Regions from separate parts of the Mus musculus genome. Here regions 2, 3 and 4 are each linked to region 1. A link is a contact called in public Hi-C and HiChIP or PLAC-seq data. All regions are on one chromosome and are shown on one strand. Each heading gives the region's core, a stretch centred on a gene start, on an enhancer-like site or on the middle of the called end of the contact. The rest is flanking DNA. Distances are from core to core; before and after follow the strand shown. Region 1 has its middle 35 kb from the start of 4930447J18Rik. Region 2 has its middle 88 kb from the start of 4930447J18Rik. Region 3 holds the start of 4930538L07Rik (RIKEN cDNA 4930538L07 gene). Region 4 has its middle 19 kb from the start of 4930538L07Rik.

Region 1 (3,506 bases), core at 447-2,946:
CACGGCCTGGCAGAGTTGCTCAGGCCTTATCCGAATCGACGGGAGTCAGCAGGAACAGTTAACTAGGAGAAGTTTTTCCTTGTGTCTTTTTGTTTTTGTTTTTGTTTTTGTTTTTGTTTTTGTTTTTGTTTTTTTAACAAAGTGAAGGTTAGGGAAGACTTGAGACCAAGAAGTGTTGTAAAGTTAGTTATGTAAGTAAGTCCTCCTCGTTGTCTGTTGAGTTCTATTTATGTTTCTTTTAAATATCACGTGTCTTTTATGGGTTTTGTCTTATCATGTGTCTTGTCTTAGTAGGTGAGGCTGTCCTAGTAAAACTTCACATGAATATGTATTAGCTGATATTATTTTGTCCATTGGCCTGAGTCTGTGAAAGTAGCAAGGAGTCACCAGAACAGCATCACAAGTTTTTTGGCTTTTTGTTGTTGTTGTTGTTGTTGTTGTTGTTGTTGTTTTGTTTTCTTTTGTTTTAATGGGGTCATGGCAAACTGGGCTTAGTTACATAATGTAAGGTGAACTAACATATGTGTGTCGTCATTAGTGAAGAATCTTTTATCATGTGTCTTTTTCACCTGTGTCCACTTCAGGAAAACACTCCTTTCCGAGTCTGCCCCAGCAAAACACCATCTGACACAACTGACTTTCTAAAGAATCTGTAAGTTTCTATTTCACCACAATGCGAAGCAACTATTTTCCAAATATCAGCAGAAAGAGTCACTGGGCAGAGGGCCACCTTCCCAGTTGTCACTACAGCCATGATAAGGAACACTGTCAAATAATGATAGCAGCTGAGATTCTCAAATGTAAAACATCCTAAAACTGAAGGAAAGAGTGACGGAAACTCACATCGTATAAATCTAAGAAACTATGATGGCATCAAGGGTCCAGAGCCTCAGATTTCCAAAGCCAGGCCTGGACTTAAAGCATGAAGAATGCAAACCTGTCACTTTTGACTGCATGCTTATACTTTCTAAGCTTCCGGGGTAGCAAAATTCAAAGCCATGAATCGGGTTGAAAAGCTTAGATCCTTTCCTTGGTGCAGCAATAGGACAGATCTACAAGGAACTTTTACATTGTAGTTCATCACTAACATTGTAATGTCCTAGAGAAACTTATAAATGTCACCTCAGTGTCATTTTGCACCAAAGTTTCCTCCATGACGAAGCCAGGGTGCCTTGAGCCTCAGAGGGATGCCAAGGTGGTACAGAATGGCTCACAGGTTTAGAATATGGTGCCAACAGGAATCTGAGTGTCTGGACTGAAACCAAACCCAAGATACTCCCCCCACCCCCCAAAAAACCCCACATGTTGTAACAAAATAGTATTTGGAGGAAAAAAAATACAGAAAAACCAAGCTTAGGGGAGAAGGCAAGTGGGAACTGGAGAGATCTGCCAACATGAACACTCATCTCAAAACCAAGGGCTTGGACCCAGGTGAGAAAGCCACTGTTACAGGTAGGCAGCCACCGGATACCCTCCAGAGAGAACGATTTTCAGTGGGCCACCAGCCTTTCCATGTACTTTTTTGATCTTGAAAAATGAAATATAATTGTCACATATTATGACAACCTCAAGGAGACTTCTAGTAGATAAAGCATTGAAGAGTGAAACTGTACCCACAAACACACACACTCCACACATTTCATTACTGACAAAAACGAAGAAACGAAGAGGGAAGTGTGTGCAGAGCGAGGATTGAACAGTGCTTCTTGCAATATATCGTGCATGAGAGAATTTGCTGAGTCACAGATTCTGGTCCACGTTTCGTTTTCCCTCCATTTTCCAGTCTGTTCTATTTTGTAATATTTATAGTCTGATAATGATGCTGCTGTGACTCTCCTTGCACAGCCTCACACCAACTCCTTCACCAAGAGCTGCATTTTGAGTCAGAAGACATCAGCTAAATTGAGATTTACAAAGAACTTAATAAATACAAATAGAAATAGGTGGACCCTGGATACTATATTCTGAGCATTCTCTTTCTTTATGTGCTTACAAATTATACACCAGCTTGCAGAGTGTCTCAAAGGAGCGGGGTGTAAATCTCAGAATCCCAGCACCTTGGAGATGCTTCCATCTGAAGCCACTAATTAGGGCGGTTAAATGTTGCTTTCCTCACGGGCAGGCTCCGTCTTTGCAGGTGCTAGGAGCTAAGTGTGGGAAAGAGTGGGTATTACCTGAGAATTACAACAATAGATGAATGACATTAAAAAAAAAGTCCCTAATATATTCCAGACACAGACTTTAAATGAATCTAGCAGTGGACAGGGTCTAGTATGCTGTGAGCCAGAGTCTTTGGGAACATGCTGTTTTGTGGTTTACAGGGAAACAGGCTGCTTTGTGGTTTGCAGGCTCATGAGTGAGTCAGAATTGGCCTCATTGCTTCACTTTTAAAGCCATTACTTGGCACCATCACAGTGACAAACCAACGGCCCAAAATGCGATTAGCTATTATACATCCTCGTTAAGCAACAGCCTGGTTGCCCCTGGCATACATGTGAGATGCAGTAAATGTGACAAGCCTCACTGTGCAGCAGGTCCCGGTTCAGATGAGATAAGGAATTCACGTTGCACAAAACATTTTTTTCCTGTAAACTCCAAAAACTATTTCAAAAAATCCACTGCCAAAATTAGAGAGATGTTTTATAGCATAACATAAATGTACTGTCTAAGAGGTTCTGGGCTCCCTCTGGAACTGTATGATATTTTAATAATATTTATCATTTTTCTTCTGTACTTAAAAAGTATGGTCAGAAATGCACAACACATAAATTGGTTTCTCTGGCCTTTGTTTTTGTTTTTGTTTTTAATGTTTGTATTACATCATTTTAGTGGCTCTTGAATTCTGACAAGACGTTATCAGCTCTCCAAAACTGATGCCATCTCCCTGGGGCATGAGACTGGAATGTGTAAAAAGCTAAGATACCCTTCCCTTCCTAACTCAAGCCCTAAGAAGAGGAAAGCCAGGTTTTTATTGCCTGTCTGCAAATGCAGAGCAAGTACCTGACCCAACAAAAGGTCTCTATTAATTCAAATAGCCAAAGTCACCAATATGAGTGACTGAAATATCCACTGTCCTAATTCCCTGCCCTGCCTCACCCCTCCCAGCTGGATCTCAGCCGCAGACGTGATGTCTCCCCGTTTCCTGAATGCTTAGCTGTAGGACTCACGTTGCTTTCCATGATAAGCGGGTTTCAGAGTTTGTGAGCCCCGATCTTTTAGGTTTCACTTGTAGTGTGGGATACGCACGATTAAGACCAGTGGCGGACAGACATGCTGACAACCTCTGTCAGTGTCCTTCCTGTCTTAGTTACTTTTCTACTGTTGTGACAAAGCACCACAACCAAGACAACTTATAAAAGGAAGCATTTAACTGGGGGCTTGCTTACAGCTTTGAGAGGGTTAATCCATGACCGTCATGGTAAGGAACATGGCAGCAAACAGGCAGGCATGGCACTGGAGATGTAGCTGAGAACTCACATCTGATCAATCCATAAAACAAGGCAGAG
Region 2 (3,506 bases), core at 531-3,030, 120 kb before region 1:
TTATGGTTTTAGGGAGCTGAGACAAATTGGTAGAACCTGGGCTCTGAGCAAAGCTTGGCTCTCAGTCCTAGGGTTGAAGCTTGCTGCCCCCCCCCCCATCTGTAATACACAAGCTACATCCTGTTCTTCTCTCCATGGGATCTTATTGCTGGCCTGAAAGACCGACAAACACCTTCACCCCACATACCAAGTGCCATTGGTGTTTGGCTAGCAGCCACTGTTGACAGCTAGATGTGTGTCCCCGGTTTCTCCATGGCAAGATTGAGGGACTGCAGAGGATGGGGATTCTTTTATAGTACCCCCGAGTTTTATCTAGTTCATTTCTCCTTCTAACAAGTACAAAATTCCTTCTATTACAGATTATCTCTAGAGTTCACTGTCGAAGTTCATTTCAATTCTTGCGTTCTAGGATGAGACATTCATTCAAAACGAATGACTGCCACATCAGTCACAGGGCTCAGCCCCTGGCATGGGAACTGTATTTCTTTAATGGCTTTATTCCTTTGAATGTGTTTTGGAGGTCTCTATTATGCCTCAGTCCTTGAAGAAAACCAGTGAGAGTCGCAGACAGGGCCCTCTGCTGCTCGAAAACCTGAGAAGCAAATCTGCAGAATTTTCAAACTGTGCAGTCTGTCCTGGGTGACTGTGACTGGGCGCCAAGTCCTAAACACAACACAAAACAGTGGTTATTCTCCTGGGACATCTGGGTGCCAGATGAGTTTCTTTCCTGCTCTCCAAAATGGTCAGAGATTTGCAGTAATTGAATGAAAGAATGTTTAATAACTGAAAATATTGCTCATCCAGAGAGAGAGAGAGATTAGGCTTTAATTAAATGGTGTCATTTAATACGTCGTCCAGCAGATACTGTAATTGGGTTCTTTAGCACAGCACACACTAATATCTAAGCTTTACTGAGGTGATAATGACACTAATTTAGCCCAGTGGATACATAACCAGCTTGGCTGCCTCTGACACCCCAGCATATTGTACGAAGAGCAAGCTTTGATCCTGGTGTCTGCGCCACTCTTAATCAGTCATTTCTTTCTAAAATAAAATCACTAGTCAGCCAGAGCAAACAAACCCTTTTTATACTAAACAGGTATGATGCTGGGGATGTGTCGGGGCAAGAGGTTGTTCGTTTCCACAGATACAAAGAAAGAGGGGCTATCTTCAAAGCAGTTGTGAAATTACATTTCATTTGAACAGGAAGAATGGCATTTATTATCTTTAAAACCTGATATAAATGCAAAGCAGCCCTCAGCAGTTCGTTCAAAGAGGGCAGACAATTCCCTGGCACAATGGCAGCTGTGGGTTTTAAGTCCTATCTTCACTTGATCATTTGCAAGGACGTTTTCATTTCCAGTCTTGGCTCCCGTTTCCTCATTGCTTAATCCTGAAATGGGATACAGTTACGGTCCTACTCTCTAGCCATTCTGTTTGATAATTCTGAACAAAGCAGAAATGAGTGGGGGGCCAGGCAGTGACGAATTTAACTGAACCTAAAAGAAGATGAGAAAAGAACTGATCTCTTAGGGTCTAGTGCCACAGATGTATTACAAAGTAACCAGAGATTAAATTCCTTTGCTAAATTCTTTGTTTTCAAAACTAAGTGGTGCTTCCACAGAGAGATGGAAAACTTTCATTTCCCTGATTGCAAATGACCGTGGACATGTTTATTTTGGAAAAGACTGGAAACATTGATTACACAGTGGCTGGGTGGGTCACAGGACCATGAAAAAGAATAGCAGCATGGCTCTGTCACTGGGTGGGGAAGCAGAATTTGAAACCACTCTGATCCCTGGGGTGTAACTCCGCCTTTGAAGACCTTGCAATCCTGTGTCAGGGATAGCTAACAGTAATTCAGAGCTCCTCCCCGCCCCTTAGAACTCTGGCAGGGGGCTCCAGGGCTCCTCTCCAAATGCTGAGAACTGTAACTGGTCCTCTTTGTAAACTGCATGCTGAAAACTCTAAAATCAGAGCACAGCCAGCCTGTTGATGTTCACCAGAACCACACCTGGGCACCCCCTTCAACAGCTTTGTATTGAAAATCCCGGTGGTGGGAGCATATATGAATTGAACATGTATGACTTTTCCCTAGTCATTAGTCCTTAACCATTATAGGACACCATCTGCTTATAGAATATTTATTTCATATCAGGCATTATAAATCATCTGGAGATGATTGAAGTATTTTAAGAGATACACGTAATTTATATGTAGCTATGACACCATTTTATACAAGGCACGAGGAGCATCCTTATGTTTTAGTATCCATGAGAAGTGGGAGTCGGAGACTCTCCCTCTCTCTCTCTCTCTCTCTCTCTCTCTCTCTCTCTCTCTCTCTCTCTCTCTCTCTCTCTCTCTCTCGTGCGCTCTCGCCCTCCCTCCCTCCCTCCCTCCCTCCCTCTCACTGCTTGGGACAGCAAAGGACAACTATGCCCTGCAAACTCAGGAAATATGGCAGCTGTGACAGTTTGTATATGCTTAGCCCAGGGAGTGGCACTATTAGGAGGTGTGGCTTTGTTGGAGTAGGTGTGTCACTGTGGACGTGGGCTTTAATGCCCTCCTCCTAGCTGCCTGGAAGTCAATATCTGCTAGCAGTCTTCTGATGAAGATGTAGAACTCAGCTCTTCCTGCACCATGCCTACCTGGACTCTGCCATGTTCCCACCATGATGATAATGAACTGAACCTCTGAACCTGTGAGCCAGCCTCAATCAAATGTTTTCCTTTATAAGAGTTGCTTTGGTCATGGTGTCTGTTCACAGCAGTAAAACCCTAAGCCAGCCAAGCCAGGAAAGGAATCTTGAGCTAGGTAAAGGGTGATGGGGAAACAGCTTGGATCCTCACAATTAGAGGACAAACCTCCTGCTCCGCCTCCACACTCCCCGCCACACACACGTAGTACAGCTCTCGGGGGATCCTGTGCTCATTCTCAGCCCAAAGAGTTGGTTATATCCTGCTTCTTCCTCCCAGAGCCAAGACTCCCTGGACTGAGTGACAACCACAAACACTACTGTGCTTTGGACAATTAGAGTCTGTCCTTTACTCCCCAGACAATTTCCTCCTCATACCACAGCCATCAGCTGTACCCAGAGCACTATTCTGGGCCTGGTCCTCACTGACTTTCCAACTGCCAAACCCAGTGACCTTCTCCTAGCCATTACCCTTCTTGACCTTTGCAGGGTAATTACAGTGGTTGGTCAAATACCACATTCTGGAATGTTCTCCAGCTACGGCCTGCTCATACTCTTCTCTGGTACAGGAGCAAGTGGAGAACCCAGATGTGCTCAAGCCATCTTGGTTCCAAGCCATCTCCTTCCAGCTCCTACCTGATAAAAAGCAAGAGCACTGGAACACAGAAGCCTCCCGGGACCTTTAGCTACCTCCTTTTCTTACCTTCTTTCCAGAAACTTCCTCACTGTTCTCTCCTCCTCCAACACACAAACACTCATTCAAATGTATGTGTTCACCCATTTTCCCAAGTATCTGTCGTTACCCATTTGT
Region 3 (3,506 bases), core at 613-3,112, 110 kb after region 1:
TAAGAGACAAGCTGTAGCCCAGGGCTGTTAGAATCCACACAAGCCTGCCACTCAACAACTTCATGGGACACACCTGGTGCCTTCGTCTCCATAGCTACCCTTGTAAAGAAAGCAGCAACCGGCATGCTTGGTGAGCAGGGTGTGGACGGACACCCTGGGACTGTGGATTGAAACCTCAGGAGTATGGAGAATTCCCAGGGGCATCTCTAAACTCATAAGCCCTAAAACAGTTAGATAAATCATAAAAGTTACCACTTTGCTATCAACACCCTTTACGGCGTTCCCTGTACCAGAGAAACAAGGAGACACCATGGAGGTCCTATGGCTTTTGACTGTTAAAGATCTTTGGTTCAAAAGCGATGGAAGAAACGTTTCTGTTTGAACCCCAAGAAGTTGTCTTTGTGATTCTGTGGTTCGCTGAGCCCTACGCAGCGGCTGTGGTGGCGGTGGGTACTCCTTCTCACTAATGTACACATTTCTACATGCCCATTATAGAACCTAACTTGTCACTCTCTTCTAGGGTGTAACTAGTTCTGAGTACCGAATGGCGTTGGTGACACCCCCGAATGCTTTTGTGAAACCAGAGATCTTTACCCAGTCTTTAACAGCATCATGATCTGGACAACGGCTTCCACATTGCCAGCTATTGCCATAGCTTTTCTCTGTCCTCCAGATGTCAGATGCTGTGGCAGGACATACAGAGCAATCCCAAGAGAAGAAAGGTAAGGGAAAAGGTCAAAAGGATGCAGGGCAGGCACCGCCCCCATTCCTCTAATTTCTCTGTTGAACAGCGCTGTGGTCCTTCCACCTGAGGAGGTCAGATTCTTATTTTACTTGTTTTTGTTTGTTTTTGAGATGAGGTCTCTGTTGTCGCTCTGGCTTTCCTGGAACTCTTTCTGTAGACCGGGCTGGCCTTAAACTCAGAAACCCACCTCCCCCTGCCTCCGGAGTGCTGGGATCAGAGGTGTGAACCATCACAGACCAGCCTAAAGATTCTTAACTTGTTTAACAACCACTGTTCCAGGAGATGCCCGAGAGTTGGAGGAATCTACAGAGAAGCAGCTCGCGGACAGAAATGTCTCAAGCATCCTTTGTGAAGAACTTTCCCTTCTCAGCACTGATCCTTAGTATTCCTGTGAGCATCCTCTCCTGGGCGCCTTGACAGCCTAACAGAGCCCTTCGTCATTAACCCACCTGAAAAGAATAGAAATACTGGAAAGAAGTCAGGGAGAAAAGAGAACATACACACTAGGAAAACATCAAAATTGGGAGACTTAAAAAATGCTGTTTTGTTCCTTGCTTTCTGGGACTTACCCAAGCTCCTCTGAAGGAATGGCCTGGCCCAGCTATTAAAAGTGCATACAGAGTAGAGCAAAGCTGGAGACAGGGGCTGAGGAGATGCTGTGTCTGCATTTAGAAGGCCTGTGGGGACCATCAACCCATAGTCCTGCTGTCTACCAAGACAGAGAAACCAGACCCGGCTGAGTAATCTGTAGTTAATTCTGGACGCAGCTCCCGACAAAACAGCAGGCAGACACCCTGGCACCAAAGATACGACCAAGAAAATGTTGAAGACATGTCTCTGTTTACAAGTCTGTGGTCCCCAAAGAACCCTTTAATAAAAAGTCTTCGATTCCATTGCATCAGTGTGCTATAGCCTTGGTTGTCCCTAGAAATAAAGATGTGGCTTTCTTATGTTCATCCATTGTGCAAAGAAGTGGTACTCCAGATGGAGGAAGGGGATTCTTCTTCCAGAAGAATCTAGACTCTGGAACCTAAGAGTCTTTTGATTCTAGAAGCCCCTGCATGGGGACTGTTCTGTCCACAAGGCTCTAAATCTATTCTGTATCCTTTAGAGACCAGACAAGGGTAGGTAGCCAAACAACCCAGAGAAGAGATTGGCATTAGAGTTAGCAGAGGATGAAGAAAGAGACCCAGGGCTTGGGCAGTGGGGCCTTAGAGCTCAGCCTGCTTCTGAGAAGCTTTTCCATGTAGAAACTGGGGTTTAAATCTCAGACATGCTGGGATTTCACCCCATTTACTTCCTGCTGTTCTAGTAAGTTCTTCTCAGAGGCAATTGCTTCAGGAGATGCCCCAAGCTCTCTTCAGAGGGCCTGGTTCCCACAGAACTCCTCTGATGGCCAAACTGACTGCTTGAGATTTGTTTTTCAGGTGAATTGGGTACTGTGGGTCACTTGCTCTGATCAAAGACCTTTTCCATCTTTCTCTGAACATTGAAGACCTGTTCCAACCAAGCCTAAGGAGACTAAAGTCATGGACTCTTCCTTCCTCAAATAAAGCCACTTCTTTCATACACTTGCAGAGACCTGGAGTGCAGACTCCAGACCTTTGTTACAGATGGCTCTTCTTCATGTTTTCACTATAACATCTGCAGAAGAACTTAGGGACATTTTCTAAACTCCAAAAGCATGCATTGGGTTTTCAAGATTCATGAGCTCATAAAATCTTAGGTTATGTCATGGTTGTTCACAAGCCAATTGAAAGGGATCCAAAATATATGCCTCTAGTAACCCCATGGCTTTTCACTATGAGATGTCTCCACAGCCAGAGGTCAGTAGATGGCTAACCAACTAGCTAAGGAGGGGCAGTGTCATGAGATGTCTCACTCTTGGCGGTCCCCTAACCCGGTAGGTAGGCTCCAAGTTCCGATTTTTATTTCTGCCTGTTGACAAAAATACTCAGCTGCCTGGAACTCATCTGTGAAGGATCTTGCAGGAACTTGGCAGTCACATTAGAGCAAAGGAACGCATCCAGAGTGATTAGAATGGAAAGTTATGGCCATAATTGTCTAATACACTAATTCACGGCAGGGATTTGAGATCCCCGGGGGACTGAGTCACCATTTAGCATATTAGGATGGAAAAACACAAAGCTCGCCCGCCCAAAGGGATTTGGATCTTGTTGACACGATGCCCTGTGAAGACTGAGAGCACGCCTTCCAGTGTGCAGATGAAGGAGAAGTGAGGCTACCAAACCAGCACTGGGTAAGCACTGGACGAAAGGTTGTAGCTAGGTATCATTATGGTTGTCTGCTGCTGGATTCTCTATCCCATACAATCTTACTGTGAAGATACTGATATTAAAGCCCCATGCAGAGCTCTGGGGGCCTGCTTCCTAGCCTGATGAATGAGTCATCTTCTCTTAAAGCTGAAAGGTATAGGACAGAAGTCTTGAGGAAGAACTCAGATAAAACTTCACTCTGGATACTGAAGTCCATGCTCATGATGCCTACTCTGGGTTCCTCTAACACATGGGGAGCCAACGCTTAGGAACATAAGAGTGTGCTGGTGAAAGAGGAGGGGTAGTCAGGAAAGGGAGGGAATGACTACACCTCGATGCCTCATTGTGCTGTCTATTGCCCAAAAAGTCTCAAGGAGACAGATGCAGCTTTGTTATTGGTGAATACACCAGCTTAGTGGCACAGGTCATCTCTGGCCAGACTGTGGAGAAGGAAAATGTATGTTAAGACTGTTCCTCCAAGAGAA
Region 4 (3,506 bases), core at 414-2,913, 88 kb after region 1:
ATCAGTAAGTACATTTTAAAATTTTCAAAATAGCTGGAGCTGTTCCACAGCCCTCTGTGCACCTTCACTGCCAGGGGAGAGCTTGCCTCCAGGGAGTGGAGTCCTCCAGTCTCCCTGAGACCCTGGGACTCAGGTGAGATTGCCATTCTTTAAGGGATTTTTGTGTTTCCTCTTTAAGGACTTCTACCTGTTTAACTGTGTTCTCCTGTATTTCTTTAAGGGAGTTATTTATGTCCTTCTTAAAATCCTCTACCAGCATCAGGAGATATAATTTTAAATCCGAATCTTGCTTTTCCAGTGTGTTGGGGGGTATCCAGGACTTGCTGTGGTAGGAGTACTGGGTTCTGATGATGCCAAGAAACCTTGTTTTCTGTTGCTTATGTTCTTATACTTGCCTCCCACCATCTGGTTATCTCTAGTGCTACCTGCCCTCGCTATATCTGACTGGAGCCTGTCCTTCCTGTGATCCTGTGTCAGAACTCCTGGGAATCAAGCTGCCTCTGGGACCCTGAGATCCTGGTGTGACCAAGCTCCTGGGATCCTGGGATCCTGTGGTCTTGGGTGTGTTAGAGCACCTGGGAGTGGTGCTTCTTCTGGGTGTTGTGCGACTGGCTGCAGGGTTAGTGCCCAAGGTCTGCTTGGGGCACCTCTGATCCTATGATCCTGGAAGTGTTAGAGTGCCTGGAAGTGGAGCTTCCTCTGGGTGTTTTGGGACTGGCTGTGGAGTTCACTCCCAAGGTCTGCTCAGGGCTCCAGCTTAGACTGGAAGAAATCCATGCCACGGGTCGGGTGGAGTTGCTGGGTGCCTGGGTCCCACTGGTCTCCGGTACTGCACTCCTGAGACAACTCTACACCCAGAGGCCCCAGGTGGCGCTAAGAAGAGCAAGTGAGTACAGGAGAGATGGGAGAGGAGGAGAAACAGAAGGATGTGGGCACAGTGAGGAGAGGGGGAACTGGAGACTTGAGGGTAGTGAGGAACAGCCTGATGTGGGTAGCCCGGGATACCACCTAAAGCCATGGTGAGGTCCTGCCCAGTGCTGCCCCCAAGGTTCATATGTGGTCCATAACCCTGCAGCAGCAGGGTTCTGTGATCCAAAAAATGTCAGGCAGATGCCCCTGTTCTGAGCTGCTGCCTGGAGCCATTTGATATTTGAGGGTTGTGCAGAGCTGGCCTCACTCCTTGGAAGAGAAGGAGAGCTGGCCCGTCCCTCACTCAGGAAACAAAGTAGAGCTGATCCTGGTTGCAGGGTGAGCCGGCCAGAGGGCATGAGCACGGGAGGGCTGGCTCCACCACTTGATTCCCTCACCAACTGTGACAGAGGGGAGAGTTGGTCCCAAGGTCATGAGAATGGGAGAGCTGGTTTTGCTTCTTGCCAGTTACAGCATTGGATAAGCCAGGGCAGTCCTGGAGAGCTCACCCTGGAGGTCTGGGTGTCAGAGAGTTGGCATGCTGTCCAGCTCAGTTACCACCCAGGCCCAGATCCGGGGTTTGAATTGGCCCAACATCTACCTCATCTATGAACTGCTGGAGTGCACGAAGGCACTGGTCCTGCAGATCCCAAGCACAGGATCAACAGGCTATCAGGGAGGAGTCCCAGTGAGGATCCAGTATTGATGGTGTGGAAGAAGCCAGAGGCCTGGAACCAGACCAATGACTCACTGCAATGAACATTCGCAAGTAAAGGGGTGTGGACAAATGGTACACTGTATGACACACAGTGATGCATTACAGCTTCCACACTGAGACTTCTTTTTTATCTCTTGGTGGAGAGGTCCCAAGGGTACATGGTGGATATGAGTAGGATTGGGGTGCATGATGTAAAATTCAAAAAAGAACAATTAAAGGGGGTTTGTTTGTTTGTTTGTTTGTTTGTTTAAGAAAAACGACATGGAAAAATAAAAGGAGATGACTAACATCAGCGTCTGGCCTCCACATTCACACTAGCATGTACACACACACCACACACACATATACACACATACTCAAACACACACACTCATGCATACATACATACACACTCACACACATACACACACTCACACATTTACACACACTTACACACACACACACACACACATACACACACTCACACACACCATACATACACTCATACATACAAGCACTCACACACACACACACATATACACACATACTGAAACACACACACTCACACACGCATACATACATACATACAAACTCACACACCCACCACACACTCACACACATACACACACTCACACTTACACACACTTATGCACACACTCACATACACCACACACACACACACATCACACACACATACACACATACTATTCTTGACACTGTCAAAGCCTGAGGTGGGAGCCAGAAATTGAACCTCTAAGTTTTGCATCAGTGGTTCCAAGTGTGGTTGACTGTAGCAGCTCTTTAGTCAAGCACTGTTGAGCATGCAGCCTGCCAAGGCATGGATGTTTCTTGGCCTATGGTAGGGTTTCACGCCTATGAATTCACTTTAAGTTGAAAATATCCTGCCGTTCCATACACCTAGCCTGCTGACTCTCTTAACTTCTGTGTCTCCCTTGTAATGCAGTGCCTGACCCAGAACTGCTCCTCACTGCCTTTTGCCCAGTGCTGTTAGAGACCATGCCACCATCTACCACCAGCCTGAGAGACTATCAGATTGTGTATGGCTTCTGTACCTTTAGAAATTCAAATGCCCCACGTCAAGCTGTCATAAGTTGCAAGTCATCTTGCTGATAAACGATACGTATCCGAATGTGAGTCACACACTAAATATTAGTGCTGTTTATTTTTACATCACAAAAGAAAGAACTCATGGTGTTATCCTTCTCCCTTCTAATAGATCATCTTTAGCCTGCGAAGGACTCTCACTGAACAACAAATTACACTTGCAGGATGTTCCCAGCCTCCCCGCTCTGCACTCAGAAAAATCTTATTTATTGTCAGGACTCAGCTCGGGACTCTTCTTTGGGCAGCTCTTCCAGACAGCACCTCCCCCAGGTGGAGCTGAAGGTTGAGACCCTCTCTGAGCACTGAGCACGCTGCACAAATGTGACTGCCGTCCACTTATCATGAATTACAAATGTTCGTTTAACCTGCCAGCTCCCGAATCCTGGAGATGGCTGTGTTGATGTGTTTCACCTGCGCTTTTCAGGCAGCTCCTGGAGTACGGTATGTATGGATATTTTTTTAATGTTTGGGGGGGGGGGGGAAGAGCAACCTCATGTATGCAGTTAATCAACACTTTAAGGGAGCCATTGCCTTCTCTGTGGAAGCAGATTCATCCTGCGGCCTCAAGAGAAAATAGCCCACGCAGAAGAATGCGATGCAAAAAGCCATGGCAAGCTTTGCCTTTGGGCTTACGAGATCACAGCTAATTTATAGCTGAGCTGGAGCTGGAAGCCGATGAACAGCCTAAGCAACCCACAGCCTAAAGAGTGGGGCTGGGGTGGTTCTTTTTAACTGACCGGTTTAAGTATTTAATTGTCTTACAGGCAGGACCCTT

What was found. Hi-C and Micro-C count contacts between places; a contact is called where the count stands out from the background. HiChIP or PLAC-seq counts read pairs in DNA pulled down with a chosen protein or histone mark.
Region 2: a Hi-C map of the C2C12 cell line shows a contact between it and region 1, with 2.3 times the contacts expected there. The contact joins two enhancer-like sites. A contact is called at or near these places in 3 of 484 Hi-C or Micro-C datasets (the C2C12 cell line and nephron progenitors) and 1 of 115 datasets of contacts at active chromatin or transcription factors (fibro-adipogenic progenitors).
Region 3: a contact with region 1 is called in a Hi-C map of uterus, with 4 times the contacts expected there. The contact joins the promoter of 4930538L07Rik here to the enhancer-like site in region 1. A contact is called at or near these places in 2 of 15 datasets of contacts at CTCF or cohesin (the NIH/3T3 cell line and stem cell-derived epiblast-like cells), 38 of 484 Hi-C or Micro-C datasets (8-cell embryo, the C2C12 cell line, the G1E-ER4 cell line and 20 more), 10 of 115 datasets of contacts at active chromatin or transcription factors (T-cell acute lymphoblastic leukemia, acute myeloid leukemia, bone marrow-derived dendritic cells and 3 more) and 2 of 9 other capture datasets (adipose tissue and embryonic stem cells).
Region 4: a contact with region 1 is called in a GR HiChIP or PLAC-seq map of the 3134 cell line, with 11 times the contacts expected there. The contact joins two enhancer-like sites. A contact is called at or near these places in 7 of 484 Hi-C or Micro-C datasets (8-cell embryo, the G1E-ER4 cell line, cumulus cells and 3 more), 5 of 115 datasets of contacts at active chromatin or transcription factors (the 3134 cell line and embryonic stem cells) and 1 of 9 other capture datasets (embryonic stem cells).

The regions. Positions count from the first base shown.
Region 1 is chr14:47,862,136-47,865,641 of GRCm38.p6, reverse strand. No RefSeq gene overlaps it. Among named protein-coding and RNA genes, the nearest start is that of 4930447J18Rik, 35 kb to the left of the region's middle. Within about 2 kb of position 1,696, at least 83 of the 459 cell types and tissues checked have an H3K27ac peak or open chromatin away from gene starts, as enhancers often do. A contact at or near this core is called in the C2C12 cell line, the G1E-ER4 cell line, the HL-1 cell line and 9 more, where this site is marked.
Region 2 is chr14:47,985,000-47,988,505 of GRCm38.p6, reverse strand. No RefSeq gene overlaps it. Among named protein-coding and RNA genes, the nearest start is that of 4930447J18Rik, 88 kb to the right of the region's middle. Within about 2 kb of position 1,780, at least 45 of the 459 cell types and tissues checked have an H3K27ac peak or open chromatin away from gene starts, as enhancers often do. A contact at or near this core is called in the C2C12 cell line and fibro-adipogenic progenitors, where this site is marked.
Region 3 is chr14:47,755,854-47,759,359 of GRCm38.p6, reverse strand. It overlaps 4930538L07Rik (RIKEN cDNA 4930538L07 gene), which reads left to right and starts at 1,862. Exons shown (of 2, transcript NR_166788.1): 1 at 1,862-2,056; 2 at 2,173-2,316.
Region 4 is chr14:47,774,603-47,778,108 of GRCm38.p6, reverse strand. No RefSeq gene overlaps it. Among named protein-coding and RNA genes, the nearest start is that of 4930538L07Rik, 19 kb to the right of the region's middle. Within about 2 kb of position 1,663, at least 30 of the 459 cell types and tissues checked have an H3K27ac peak or open chromatin away from gene starts, as enhancers often do.